2 separate regions of the Drosophila melanogaster genome follow, and region 1 is linked to region 2. Evidence: chromatin contacts called from public targeted proximity ligation data. All regions are on one chromosome and are shown on one strand. The core of a region is the stretch at or near the end of the contact, and the rest is flanking DNA. Distances in the headings are between cores, read along the strand shown.

Region 1 (6,445 bases), core at 2,209-4,708, 190 kb after region 2:
TAGCGCAGCATAAGGACACAACTGGCCACCATGGAATAGGCCAACAAAGTGCCAATGGACATCATGTTCACCAGTTGGCTAAGATTGAAAACTGCCGCCAGAATGCCAGTCAGCATACCTGTGATCATGGTTCCCTTGAAAGGGGTCTTGTACTTCTCGCTAATGTCTCCGAGAAATTTGAACAGCAGTCCATCGTTGGACATGGCAAACACGATCCTTGGCAGCGGGAACATGGCTCCCATCATGCTGGAGCACAGTCCAAACATCGCTCCAATACTGACAACATACTCGGCCACATGCCACCCATTTATCCGGAAGACATGGGGCAGCGGAGCCTTCTCATCCTGCTCAAAATAGGGCAGCATCATGGTCAGCACTGTGGACACTCCAAAGTAGGCTAGGAAGATCATGGCCAGCGAGACAATCACAGCAAATGGAATGGACTTCTTGGGGTTCTTGGCCTCCTCTCCAGCTGTGGCAATGCAGTCGAAGCCAATGAAGCCGTAAAAGCAAACTGCAGCTCCTTTTATTATGCCCGAAACTCCGTAGGGCATAAATCCACCATCGCCGTAGCCCTCGGGTACCTGAGATTTTGGAATGGACCAGTTGCTGCTGGAAACTGAAAAAAGGATTGTGTAAGTAAATAAATATGTAAAACAATTTCAAAACCCACCTTTAAAAAGACCCGCGATAATGACGAACAACACGACTCCAAGATTAAGCATAGTGAAAACATTGTTCACCCTGGTGGACTCCTTGGCTCCAACTGCAATGGCCAGGGAAAAAAGTATGGTCACCACGAAGGCAAACAGATCCGGATAGGCACCCATTCCCTCGATGTTGAGGGGCATGTGGGTGCCCAGGAAACTGCTCATCGGATTGCCGCAAAGCTGATCGAGATAGGTGCTTAAACCCTTGACGACACTGGCAGAGCCTAGGGAGAGCGAATATTGGGCAATTAAATCAAATCAATCAGACGTCGTCGTCTCCAATTGAAAACTTACCAATTGCGTATTCGAGAATGAGATTCCAGCCGATGAGGAAGGCGATAAACTCGCCAATGGTCACATAGCTGTAGATGTACGCCGATCCCGCCTTTGGAACCCGAGCTCCGAATTCCGCATAGCACAGCCCGGCGAAAATCGAGGCGATGGCAGCGATGAGGAAGCTTACGACCACGGCTGGACCGGCATATTGCTTGGACACTTCGCCAGCTAGGACGTAAACGCCTACACCCAACGTCGATCCGATTCCCAGGGCGGTAAGATCGAAGGCGGATAAGACCTTGGCCAATTTGGATTCATTTGAGTCCTCCAGGGGCTTTTTGCGTGTGAGCACGCGAAACGCATTCGTCACGCTCCAGCTGGGCATTCTGGAATATGTTCATTAAACAATTATTATAATGGGTAAGTGTGCAATTGGGGCTTAGGGCTTCTGCTGAGCCGTGCAATAATAACCCGCCGTATTTTCGATGTTTACAGAACCCACATATTAACACGTTCGCAATTTGTGGAAAGTGCCTGTGATGGTAGGTGGGCTAAGAAATTGTGCGGAGTTGGATTTATGGATCGGGCCATAAGAAAATTAGTGGGCGTCCGTTAATGTGCGAATGTAGACAACGGTTTTACAGCCGCCAAGTCGAGTCGAAGCTGATCTAAATTGGAGTCTTGTGATCATCGGGGATTATTACCAATGACTCACAGGGGATATCTCCACACAAAGTTATTCCAAGGTGCAGTGCCTCAGCTAAGACAACGCTCAAGAAACTAGGAATTTGTCAAACTGTTCAGATGCAAATTTGATAAGGTTTCAGAAATTTGAAAATGAAAATCCTTCAAGTTTTCTAAATCTATTTCCGTTAGCATAGGTGAAAATAATTAATATAAAAAATAAAGTTTATTAAAAAATGAGTTCTTTACTTTTATCACACAAAACTGTCACAAACAGAAAAAAACAAAAAACGGACAAGTAAGCAAAAACATTTATTTTTAGATCTCAATCTAAACTATTTTTCAAAACTAATAAACTCTTTTTCAATTCTCGATAAAAGATTAAAATGTGTTTGAAAATTTATATTTGTATTTATCGTTTTCTCACCTGTTTATTAGTGAACTAGTCAGATCCTTTAACACAAATTTACTTTTTTTTATTTTGTAATTTATCCCCTTTGAATCTATATTTCACAAAATATCACAAACTGCCAGCCATTCTATGTTTCCAAGGGTGGAGTCGAGTTTCAAATACTTGAGTGGGCAAATAACAATCGTATCTGTATCTGGTTGCCTCTTAATTGAGTTTGCGTATTCGAATTCGCAGTTTGGAATTGTATCGAGTTGCGTATAGCGCCGGGAAACGTTCCACTTATTTCTGAGCGTTTGTGAAGCACGCCAGTGCCATTAAATAGCGAATCGGTTCCACGGCTCCGGGGATCGTGGTGAGTTCCAGCCGGACAGAAGCTCTCGAATCCTCAGGTCAGACACAACTGTGGTGGAATCGCGCCTCTGACGCTGATAACGCTAATTGGTAACCCGTTACCCACCTCCATCTCCACCTGAATATGAAGTACGAGTATCGGATGACTTGTCAGGTCGATGGGCCAAGTTTACCACAAGCCCTAATGAATTGTCGCGTTCGATTAGCGGTTCGAATAGTGGAAACTGTTTGTCGTCATTAAATAAGTAGCAGGGTAGCTAAATTTTAGGATCAGTTCACTTTACATCTTTGACACGCACTGTCAATTAATAGTCCATCCATCTAACACATTAGAAAGTTGCTGATATCTTAAAGAACCTTCACAAGATAAGAAACGCGACTTGAGAACAAAGGTTTTTTTTTTAAATTTTCTATATATTCTTAGTATGACTTATTTTTTAAATGAAGTATTATTTCCCAGTACAAAGTAATAGAAATACTCAATTGCGTCCAGTTTAAATGGAATTTTTACGCGCCAAAACCAGCAGCTGAACTTTTCGTCCCTTTGTGAAAAGGATAAACACGCTCCACAGGGCATTTTTTAGTTGGGGTGTTGATACCTCCTGGATGGTTTTGCTTTCGTACGGCACTACTAATTTCGCTTTGTTTGAGCTTTTCATTCACATGGCCGCGTGGAGATGGAGATTTGGCCATTGTTTATACGCAACTCAGCTGATAGGGAATAGCCGATTCACGTCGTGTGGCCGAGAAGTGGGTGCTAAATCGTGGCTAAAATTAGCCACCGTGTTTGATTGCATTTAACGCTAATTTTAGACACTTGTTGCATGCGTGTTCTTGAAGCCCCACACACACACACTTCACATCTCAAAGAACTCACCCATAGTACTCGGCGAACTCCTCCATTGCTGTCATGCGAATCGATTTGATTAAATTCAATTAATAATGTACCGCTCATCAATTTGCGGCCGCTTTCCGTTCTTCACATAACCATTCTGCCGCAAACCATGTGTTTTGGTCATAAAATCACTTTTCCACGCAACACAGGCACATTGCCAGTGCAGCTGCCGCTCTCTCCATTCTCTCATTTGCCATGGCCGCAGTCAAAAGGGGTTTGCACCTCGTTGAACCATTTTAAATAAGTGTTGCTGCAAGCCCAACTTGAAACCTCTATTTTAGACACCTAAAAATATATTGGATTTTAAAACTTTGAAAAACTTTCCATGCATTTCCTTGATTTTTATTAAACGAACAAGTTTTTCGGATAACTTTTAAGTAGTTCAAATATAATTTGTATAATATAATTGAATTATTTAGCTCTTGTTTATTAAGTAGTCATTTATATCTCTCTATTCACTCTATTCATATCGTATTGTTGTAAGAATTTGTTGTGGGTTAAAATTTTGATATTTAATATTTTTTGACCTTCACAATAAGAAGCTATAAATTATATTAAGTAATAATATTGCATTATTTTACATCCTTCGCGCTACGTCCATGATCATTTACTATTTGCGTTTGATGGTCGGGAGAGAATCCGGGTAGTCGACTTCTTCGAATCTCCATGAGCTAGATATGCAAGCGATATTAATACATTCAACGCAGTAGAATGGCAGCCCTAATTTAGCCGGTAAAAAGCACTATAACCGCTCTCTGTCTTGTTGGCTCTCTTTTTGGCCTTTCTAATGTGCTTACTACATAGCCACTTCTATTTCATCAGCCCCTTGTCCACCCCTAACAGAGTTTCTTAGAACGTTTCAAGAAACACCGCCTATTGTTATCTTGTTCACATAATTTAGGGCTGAAAAATATTTACACGTATATTTTAATTTTTAAATAAAAACACTATATGATCAAAAACAACAGAAGTTAATGTTGTTATACATTTATTTTTTCATTATTTCTAATGTACTTATAATAAAGTAATCTGATCCGGGCTGTTTCGACTTACATACATATGTATGCACCACATGCAATAGAAAGAAGACATTTTGAAAAATTTCACGCAGATATCTATGTATCTTTAAAATTAAAACTAGTTTGGCTAGACATTGCTATACTAATATAGACTTCTTTGAATCTCAATGAGCTAGTTATGCTGACGATATTAATACATTCAACGCAGTGGTATATAATATAATAATATATAATATATACTAATAGAGTGTGTATTGTACTCGTGTATATAAAGTATAATAATGTATATTTACACGAGTAACGAGTAGAAAGCACTCTGTGCAGAAGAAATTACTTTCCCATGAATCAACAAATAGAGTCTTATGATTTATTTACAATTAAAGTCACATTTTGCGTTGCTAATCAGTTGGTGAAGCGATACCACTGATTGAATGACTCATATATATGTGTGTATGTATGTGTATTTATGTGTATATGTACATGTATGCGTGTACAAACATAGATCAAATAAGTTTGCTCAAATTTGTATATTATGAGTACGAAGACAAGCAATTTTAATCTGATTCTATTGCAGTTGCTAAAAAAAAAATATATGGCGCCCACTATGGCTAAAATATTGTATTCGCTAAATATTTAACGGATCTTAATGTTTCGTCATGGAAGTTTTAAAACCAAACCTTTACGCTGTTCAGTCACACTTGGTTATAATGAGCCAAGCTTAATTTAATAATCTAAACTAATTTTAACATCGAATAATCTCCAACACGCTCAGTTTCAAAAAAATTGTGAAGATGTGGAGTGGTCCTTGCGTTGCAACCGGGTTGCTGTTGTTATTCGGTCTGAATTTGGTCTTTCTGCTGCCAGAAACCAACTATTGTCATTTAAAAAACTGCCCAGCGGATAAAAAACTGCCACATATTGGCTGCAATAACAGTGGGGTAAGAATAATAGTTTGGAAACAACAACGTAATTTCATTCTTCTCATAAAGGGCGTTGCTAATTCTGTCGGGGTTTGGATTTTTTCAAATCTCTTTAGCAATATGGCTGTTGTTATCTAAAGATTTGAAAATTTGTTGTTAGCTAATACCAATTTGAATTGGATTCTGTACCTATTACTATGCTATTATATAAGCATTTTTTTAGTAAGCTAGCGTTAAGTTACACATCCCAATTTCTTACCCGTTACTCGTTTAGTAAAAGCAAGCATTTTGTAAGCATTTCCGACCGTATAAAGTATATAAATTCTTGATCAGGATCAATATCGAGTCGATCTGACCATGTCCGTCTGTCCGTATGAACGCTATACTATATGGAACCATAAAAACTAGAAAGTTAAATTGGACATGCAGATTCTAGTGACGCCCACGATGTGCAATTTTTTAAACCCATTATATAGCCCACAAACCCATGTTGCCGCATCTACTCCAACGCCCACAAATCCACACTTTTCAAATCTGTTTAGTTTTTTCTTCGTTTTATTGTTTGTCTTGTCATTTTCTATCGGTATACCAAAAACACTTCGACCAGGCCCCTCCCTACACCTACAAAACGACCAAAACGTTCACTTTTAAACAATTTTTAAGTTTTTCCTCATTTTGTTCTCCAATATCTATCGATATCCCAGAAAAATTATGAATTTTCGCCTTCGCATTCACACTAGCTGAGTAAAGGATATTTGATAGTCGGGGAATTCGGCTATAGTATTCTCTCTTGTTTTTGTATTGCAGAGCTGGTCACCAAAGTGCGGAAAAGATCCAAAAATCATTGACGTACCCAAGCATATAAAAAAGTTAATTCTAAACCATCACAACACATATCGCGATATTGTGGCCGGGGGTCAAATGCACAGGCTACCCATTGCAGCTCGTATGCTCAAGTTGAAGTGGGACCACGAATTGGCTCTTTTGGCTACAATCTTGGTAAAGCGATGCGATCTCCAACCCACAGACCACTGCATATCCACGGAAGAGTTCTCGTCTCCAAGCTACCATGCGGTATATAACAAGTTCAAGGCGAAGGAAGATACATTCCGGATAGTTCGATCTCAGCTGAACGCATGGTATGATCAGTACAAGCACGTTTCTTCATCCAGTCTAAT
Region 2 (6,498 bases), core at 3,447-5,946:
TCCGCTCGAATTCCGCTGTGCCCTCCGCCTGCTTCTGCTTCTGCAGAGCGATCTTCTCGCTGAACTTGCGCGGATTGGCCATTGTGGAGATTGTGTCTGCGGTAGGAAGCTGTTTAGAAAAAGATCATCATTATTATATTGCAAAGGGATAAGATGCTTTGGGGTTTTTACTATCGTTTTGCTTTTGCCTACAGAGGTAACCAACATTTATATGATAATTTTTAGCAGCAAATGTTTCATTATTCATTTTTATTTGGCCACGTTGGAATGCATTTGTTAGATACAAAAGATTGTCTTGCATGTTAATCATATCTAGACGAATTTCTTATGTCTAAAAAGCGTTAATGATTGACATAATATTACCGAATTTACTAATTAATACGTTTAATTACTACATTTCATCGAGGCGATTTGGCAATCTACTTTTATAAAGATAGTTCACAAATCTTAATTAACTTGCTCTTGCATCTTTAACTAAAAATATTAATAAGCTATAATCTCGCTTTGTTTGGGAACCGTGAAAAGGTGTAGTCGACAATCTGTTGCCATAAACTAGCTCATCCATCTCAAGGCATTTCCGCTCCCCGAGCGCACACCTTTAGCCAACTTTTTTTTATCTGCCGGCGAAGGGCATGGAAATGTTTTGACAGGGGGGCGGCATCCAACCCGCCAGTAAAACCCACCCAACCCCCGCCAGCCGACTTGTTTTTATCAATTTGTCAGTCGAGCGAGCGGCTTGCTGATAAGCCAGATACAGATACAAAACATTCGCCCGCTTGTTGTCCGATTCCCAGTCGGAATTCGCATTCGCATTCGCATTCCCAGTCCCATTCGCTTTCGGGTTCGGATTCTCATTCCGATGGCGATGCCGATTCGGGTTCAGATTCGGATTTGGATTCAGGTCCACGCCATGCGTAGTAATGTTTGCCCGGTTGTCCCGGTCTCGTGGCCCTCTCTCTTCACTCGATTTCAATGGCATTGCATAACGAGTGTCATATGTACGAGCATGTGTATATATGCGATATATATCTGCCGAGCGTTCAAAAAGGGCGGGAAAATGCGACGAGCAGGGCGCGCAAACAACAAGTTTTTATAGTTCTTTGAAAGCGACTGTTTGGGTTTGGGTATAGTCTTTGGCTCCACGAATGGAATGGGGGCATTTATCGGGGGACGGGCCGACTTTCGTCGCCACCTGCAGCTGCATTATGCAAATGTCGCGAATTGCGTAGCAAACGAAATAATCTTTCTCTTTCTTTTTTGCTTTTTTTTTCAATAATTTATTCCGGTTCCGCGGCAGTGCAAAGTTGAAGCTCGCAAGAGCGTTGTTGTTTTGCTTTTTATATGCGCTCACAACTGAAGGGCATTTTTAAAAACAACTTTTAGCCACGTTTTCCCAATATCCGATATGATGCTCAGATTATGCTCCACATATTTGTAGATTCGTTTAGAGTTTAGACTAAACTGAAACCATAAACCAGTTTCGCAGCTTTTGTCATCTTTTCGATGAGTTCCGATCAATTATGATGATGATACTACTCGCGAACTGGTGACCAATAACAGCTCAAAAAACAATCTCAGCGAGCTAAAAACAAAAGTTACTCCTTATCATTCGGAGAGAATCAAAACGTATTTACAGATATTTTATCGAAAAGTATTTGTTGCCAAGCAGATTGTAAATATACTTAGTTAAGAAACAGCCAAATTGAATTTAATGGAATGACAACATATTTATAAAATAAGGATTACAGAGATTTTAACTTTATCGAATTGAATTGAATTGCTCATAATTGCGGGAAATATTTTTGAATGTCACTGGCATTACTCACTACCACATTGATTGCTATAAAAGCTGGGAAATTTAGTACTTTCTCAAGACATTCCCAACTGCTCAAGTATTACTTATTAACTCCTACCCTTCTTCAAAACCTCATTAGTTTCCACCATTAGCTAATTTAACCTTATCGATTTCTCTTTTAGGCGGAGAAAAGAATGGCTCAATTAAATCGATTGAGGTAATTCCTTATTGAGAAACCATACCTTAGCTGTATCCAATGCATAACTTTTAACGCAGATTTCTCTTTAATTCTAATTTATCATTTTGATTTGTTTGCCCGGGGATTCTTGGAACTAACGTTTGAGTTAAAATATTTTGCAAAGAAAATACTCAAGTGTTGGTTGGTTGTTGTCGACGTGTTAATTCCAGCTAAATGCTTACTCATTTTATATATCGTAACTTCATATTTATTTTATGTGCGAAAACTTCGCTTAGTGATATACTCAGAAAGTTTAGTCTTTTACTTTACTTTAAGGCAAATCGTTAAATTATTTGCGAAATAAACATATTGAGTAATCATGTTATTTCTTGAAAACTTGTGACTTGAAAGGCGTTTAGAACGTCTGAAAAGTTCAGAATCAGCTATTCAAGTTGTATATGTATCCTTGTACGGATAAAAATGTACCCATAGTTTGCTTATCAATATCCAAATGAGATACCCCCATTCTCATTCAAATGAGTCCCACTTCGTGACCATCTCTATATCTCTGTAGAACCCTATGCGATGACTAATCCAAGCAGATATCGGAAGTGTAAGGCCCATTATGGCTAAAACGCGATGCAGGAGCAAAGAGATTTAAATGCGGCTCACACTTTTGGACGAGCCGGCAATTGCGGCCATAAAAAGGCCGAGCACGCCTCAAACTAAACAAAGGTAGATATTACTTTACTTTTTGGGAGGGACTGGACTTTTTTTTAGGGGGTAGGCAATCAAAGGGAGGGGTGCTGTTGGGCAAAGCGGAAATATTCCCACGAATCGATAATGACATTTAATAATTATTTAATATATTGCGGCCGATAAAAATGGTGGTCATTTACCACAGGAAAAAACAGCTGTATATTTAATCGATAAGAACAGATAAACAAATACTATAATTTGTAAAGTCACATTTATTCATGTTGAATACAAATGAATTATAATTTTGTTAATTTTTTGATAAGAACAGATAAACAATACTATACTTTGTAAAGCCCCACTTATTCACGTTGAATACAAATTAATTATAATTTTGTTAATTTACGAACATAAAACTTTAAAAATAATGGTATTTAATGAAATATATCTTTGGCTTGTTAAGCACAATTAAAGGTCTCAAAATAAAATGTTATAATTTTATGGAATTATTATTATATTGGTCAGCATATTTCGAAACAAAAAGTAAGTTATTTTTTCTTTCCGTGCCAATTTTTGAGTGTGAATGGCCCATTTGTTCTCTCGTTGTTCCTTCTTCTCCCCACTTATCCTTCCATATCTCTCTCCCATTATCATTCTCCCCTCGACACGGGGAGACACTCCTGGGAAACCCTTATCAGCAGTTTTTTTTATAGCCACTCGCGTTCCTTGGAATTTTTGAATAATTTCGATGTTTGTTTATTTATCGCGCGGCGCAACCGCAACAGTTGAAAAGAAAACTAAGAGGGAGGGGGAAAGCGATTTGCAGAAACGTGTGTGAAGCAAAGAGGCGGCAAAAACAAAACGAACTGCAAAGAGGGGGCGGGCGAGGGCGTAACTTACATTCTCTCTCGTTCGCCGCTAACTCCGATTGGATCTCTTGCTCTCTCTGTCGCTCTTGTGCTATGCAAATTGGATTCTTGCTTGATTAAAATCTCATATAGAAGAATTAAGTTTTTGGCGCTTTTTATTTGTTGTTATTGTTATGACCTTTTGCGTTATTTTTTTGTGTTTTTTGCGTCGCTTAATAAAACCAGATTTGATTTTGAGTTGTTTGCGAGCCGAGAGTTGTTAAATCCAAAAATCGGTTTGCTGGGGGATTATTTTAACAACTGATTGTTTTTTTTGTGTTATTTCTACTCGCTCTTACACACACACACACAGCCGCACGCGCACGCACACTTCGAGAGGTTTATTGTTTTAACGCAAAACTGCGACGTTGTTTTTTTTTTATTTTGCGCTCTCAGCTGGTTGGCACTTTTTGCGCTATTTTTTTGGTTACCGCATGAAAAGTGAAAAACTTTCGTTGCGCCTTTGACCTCTTTTCACACAGACACACGCACACACACACTGCTAGGCGGACGAGTGTGCCTCTAATTGGGTGTCCAATTGGGATTACAGCACGCAGCAAAAGCGGCGGCGTCGGCCGATTCTATATTGCATTTCCTTGATTTCTATATATTCTTTGCCCCGATTTTTTGGCTTTTGTTTTTCGCACACCAATGGAAAAGCTCACCAACACACGGACACACGCGCGCACACACACTGACACGCGGGACTGTGGATTTTTGCGGGCAACGGGACTTCTACTGTTGTGCACACTCACTCCGCAGCAATCTCGTATTCTTATTTTCGTTTATTTCGCGTTTTTTATGCCCCTATTTTGCTCTGCTGCACTCTCTCACTCGCACAGAGAACAACTTATTATTGCTGCTGCTGCTGCCTTGCTTCTTCTTCTTCGCTCATCTTCGTCGCTGTGATGGCTCTTCACTTTTTCGCTTTGTTCTGTGGTTTTTCCGCTTTTCCTCGCACGCCGTTTTAATCGCGTGTTAGTCGTGCACTTGTACAGCAATTGCGCGTCGCCTTTTTCAACGTTTTTTCCACGTTTGTTTTGTTATTTTTCCACTTTTTCTCATATTTTCCTCTGCTTCTTCGATATCAGGAGGTGTATTGGTATGAACCTATCGGGGCCATCGTTCTCCGATACTAGGAAGATATCGGCTATCGAGTTTGAAATTGGCAGCCATGCAGTGTGGCCAGAATTTGGTTGAGACAAAATACATTGCTGAACAGCGAACAGGTGATGTGTGGGAATTTCCACCAGATATTTAAAGCCAGGGCTGTCATTTCTACTTTATTTAAATGCACGTATATGATATTCAAGTCATTTTTTAAGTGCATCATATTAAATAAAAAATACAGCTAAGAGCGTAACAACTAATCAAAGTTTACTTTTTACTGATGAAAGATAAAGTGGGCTAAACCAATATGATATGTAACATAAGTTAATTATCAATTGTCAGTATTAATCAGATTACTGCATTTGTATGTAAGGTATATATATTTACAGAATAAACAGAACGTTTGTTTTTTTAAAGGGAAATATATTTTTGAAAATATTATATCTTGGGTTTCGATGTTAATCGCCGTGCAATCGGTTCGAGTCCTCACTTTTAGTCGCTTGGTAAGGTGTCTTGTCATTTAGTCCAATATATGGTATGGTGTCTCCGCTAATTTAGATTCGCAACGGAATTTTAAAAATAAATATTGATTTGATATAATTAAATAGTAATTATATAATTTACATTTATTATATGTGTTGTATTCCATGGAAATAAATAACTTACATTAAAAAGGCATACACAAATTTTATTATTAATATGCTGTCTCAAACTCTCCGTTTTGTTGACTTTGACAAAGCAAATTGTGTGGTTGCATTAGTTATTCTGCAAGCGTAATTAATGTATATTAAATTCAAAAGTTCTTAATCCATCATATTAAATGAGCGGAGCAATCATATAAAATGAAATGCAATTTAATATGCCCATTAGAAGCTAAGATAAATCATCAAAAATGATTTGGATTTCGTTTTTGGGCGCTTAAATTGCATCAACCAACACATTCAAATGGGCTTTTGCGTTCGCGTGTGTGCGTGCGGGTGTCTGTTGTGTGTGTGTGTAAACGTCTGTTTCCCTTTCCGTTAACATTTTGTGTCTGGTTTCCGGCATTTTGTGTGCGCCATTTAAAATTGTTTTCCACGATACGAATCTGCCAAACGCTCTCTTTTTCTCTTTCGTTCCCGCGAATGGAGAAAATTTTTCTTCTCGCAGACACTTGAAGCAGGAATTGGTAGCAAATTGGCGGCCTCGGGGTTACGAAGACATTTAAGGGCCGACAAGGAAATGGAGAAATAAAAATGAGGGCCAAGAATAAGGCCGAGAAGTTGGAAGAAGTAGGAGGTACTAGGTAAATTGTGTGCAAGCGATAGAAATCTCTCAGAACATTTCCTGTTTTTTTTCTTTCATTCCTATTCAAAATATTTGCCCCTTTTTTGCCTTTTTCCTTGTTCCTTAAACTTCTCTGTTACCATTCGTTTCGTGCATTTATTCCAAATTCTTTCATAAATATTTGCGCCCTTTGTGCGCTTAATTCATTCATCAAACTGTCAAATGAATGTCAAAACTAATAGAGCGCCCACTAGCCCACTTCCTCCCATAAAAAACAGCCACGAAAAGGTGCTCAATTATTGAAATGAATTAGTGGGCGCCAGTGGGTGGGCTTAAGCCGATTTCTCCTCTGCCTTTACTAGGGCTTTTTGTCCAAACATTTTCCTACAGCACGTTTTATGGCATAAAGAGTGGGTAAGCTCTTCCAATGAGCTTGGACACTTAATTGAAGTTAATTTCGATTTAGGGGTTCTCAGGAACAATTCGAAGCATTGGATTCGAGGAAATAATATATTGGTAGTCATATTTTATTTAATTAAAGTGTA

Evidence for each region.
Region 1: a contact with region 2 is called in a targeted proximity ligation map of the Kc167 cell line, with 2.9 times the contacts expected there. A contact is called at or near these places in 1 of 107 Hi-C or Micro-C datasets (the Kc167 cell line) and 1 of 7 datasets of targeted methods (the Kc167 cell line).

Annotation. Positions count from the first base shown.
Region 1 is chr3L:17,853,336-17,859,780 of dm6, forward strand. It overlaps CG5535, which reads right to left and starts at 3,459. Exons shown (of 5, transcript NM_140762.2): 1 at 3,311-3,459; 2 at 1,005-1,372; 3 at 674-934; 4 at 1-619. The coding sequence starts at 3,336. CG34002 reads left to right here and starts at 5,139. Exons shown (of 3, transcript NM_001038940.2): 1 at 5,139-5,285; 2 at 6,075-6,445. The coding sequence starts at 5,139.
Region 2 is chr3L:17,664,538-17,671,035 of dm6, forward strand. Crtc (CREB-regulated transcription coactivator) reads right to left here and starts at 4,697. Exons shown (of 2, transcript NM_001300172.1): 1 at 3,570-4,697; 2 at 1-109. The coding sequence starts at 82. It also overlaps sncRNA:641.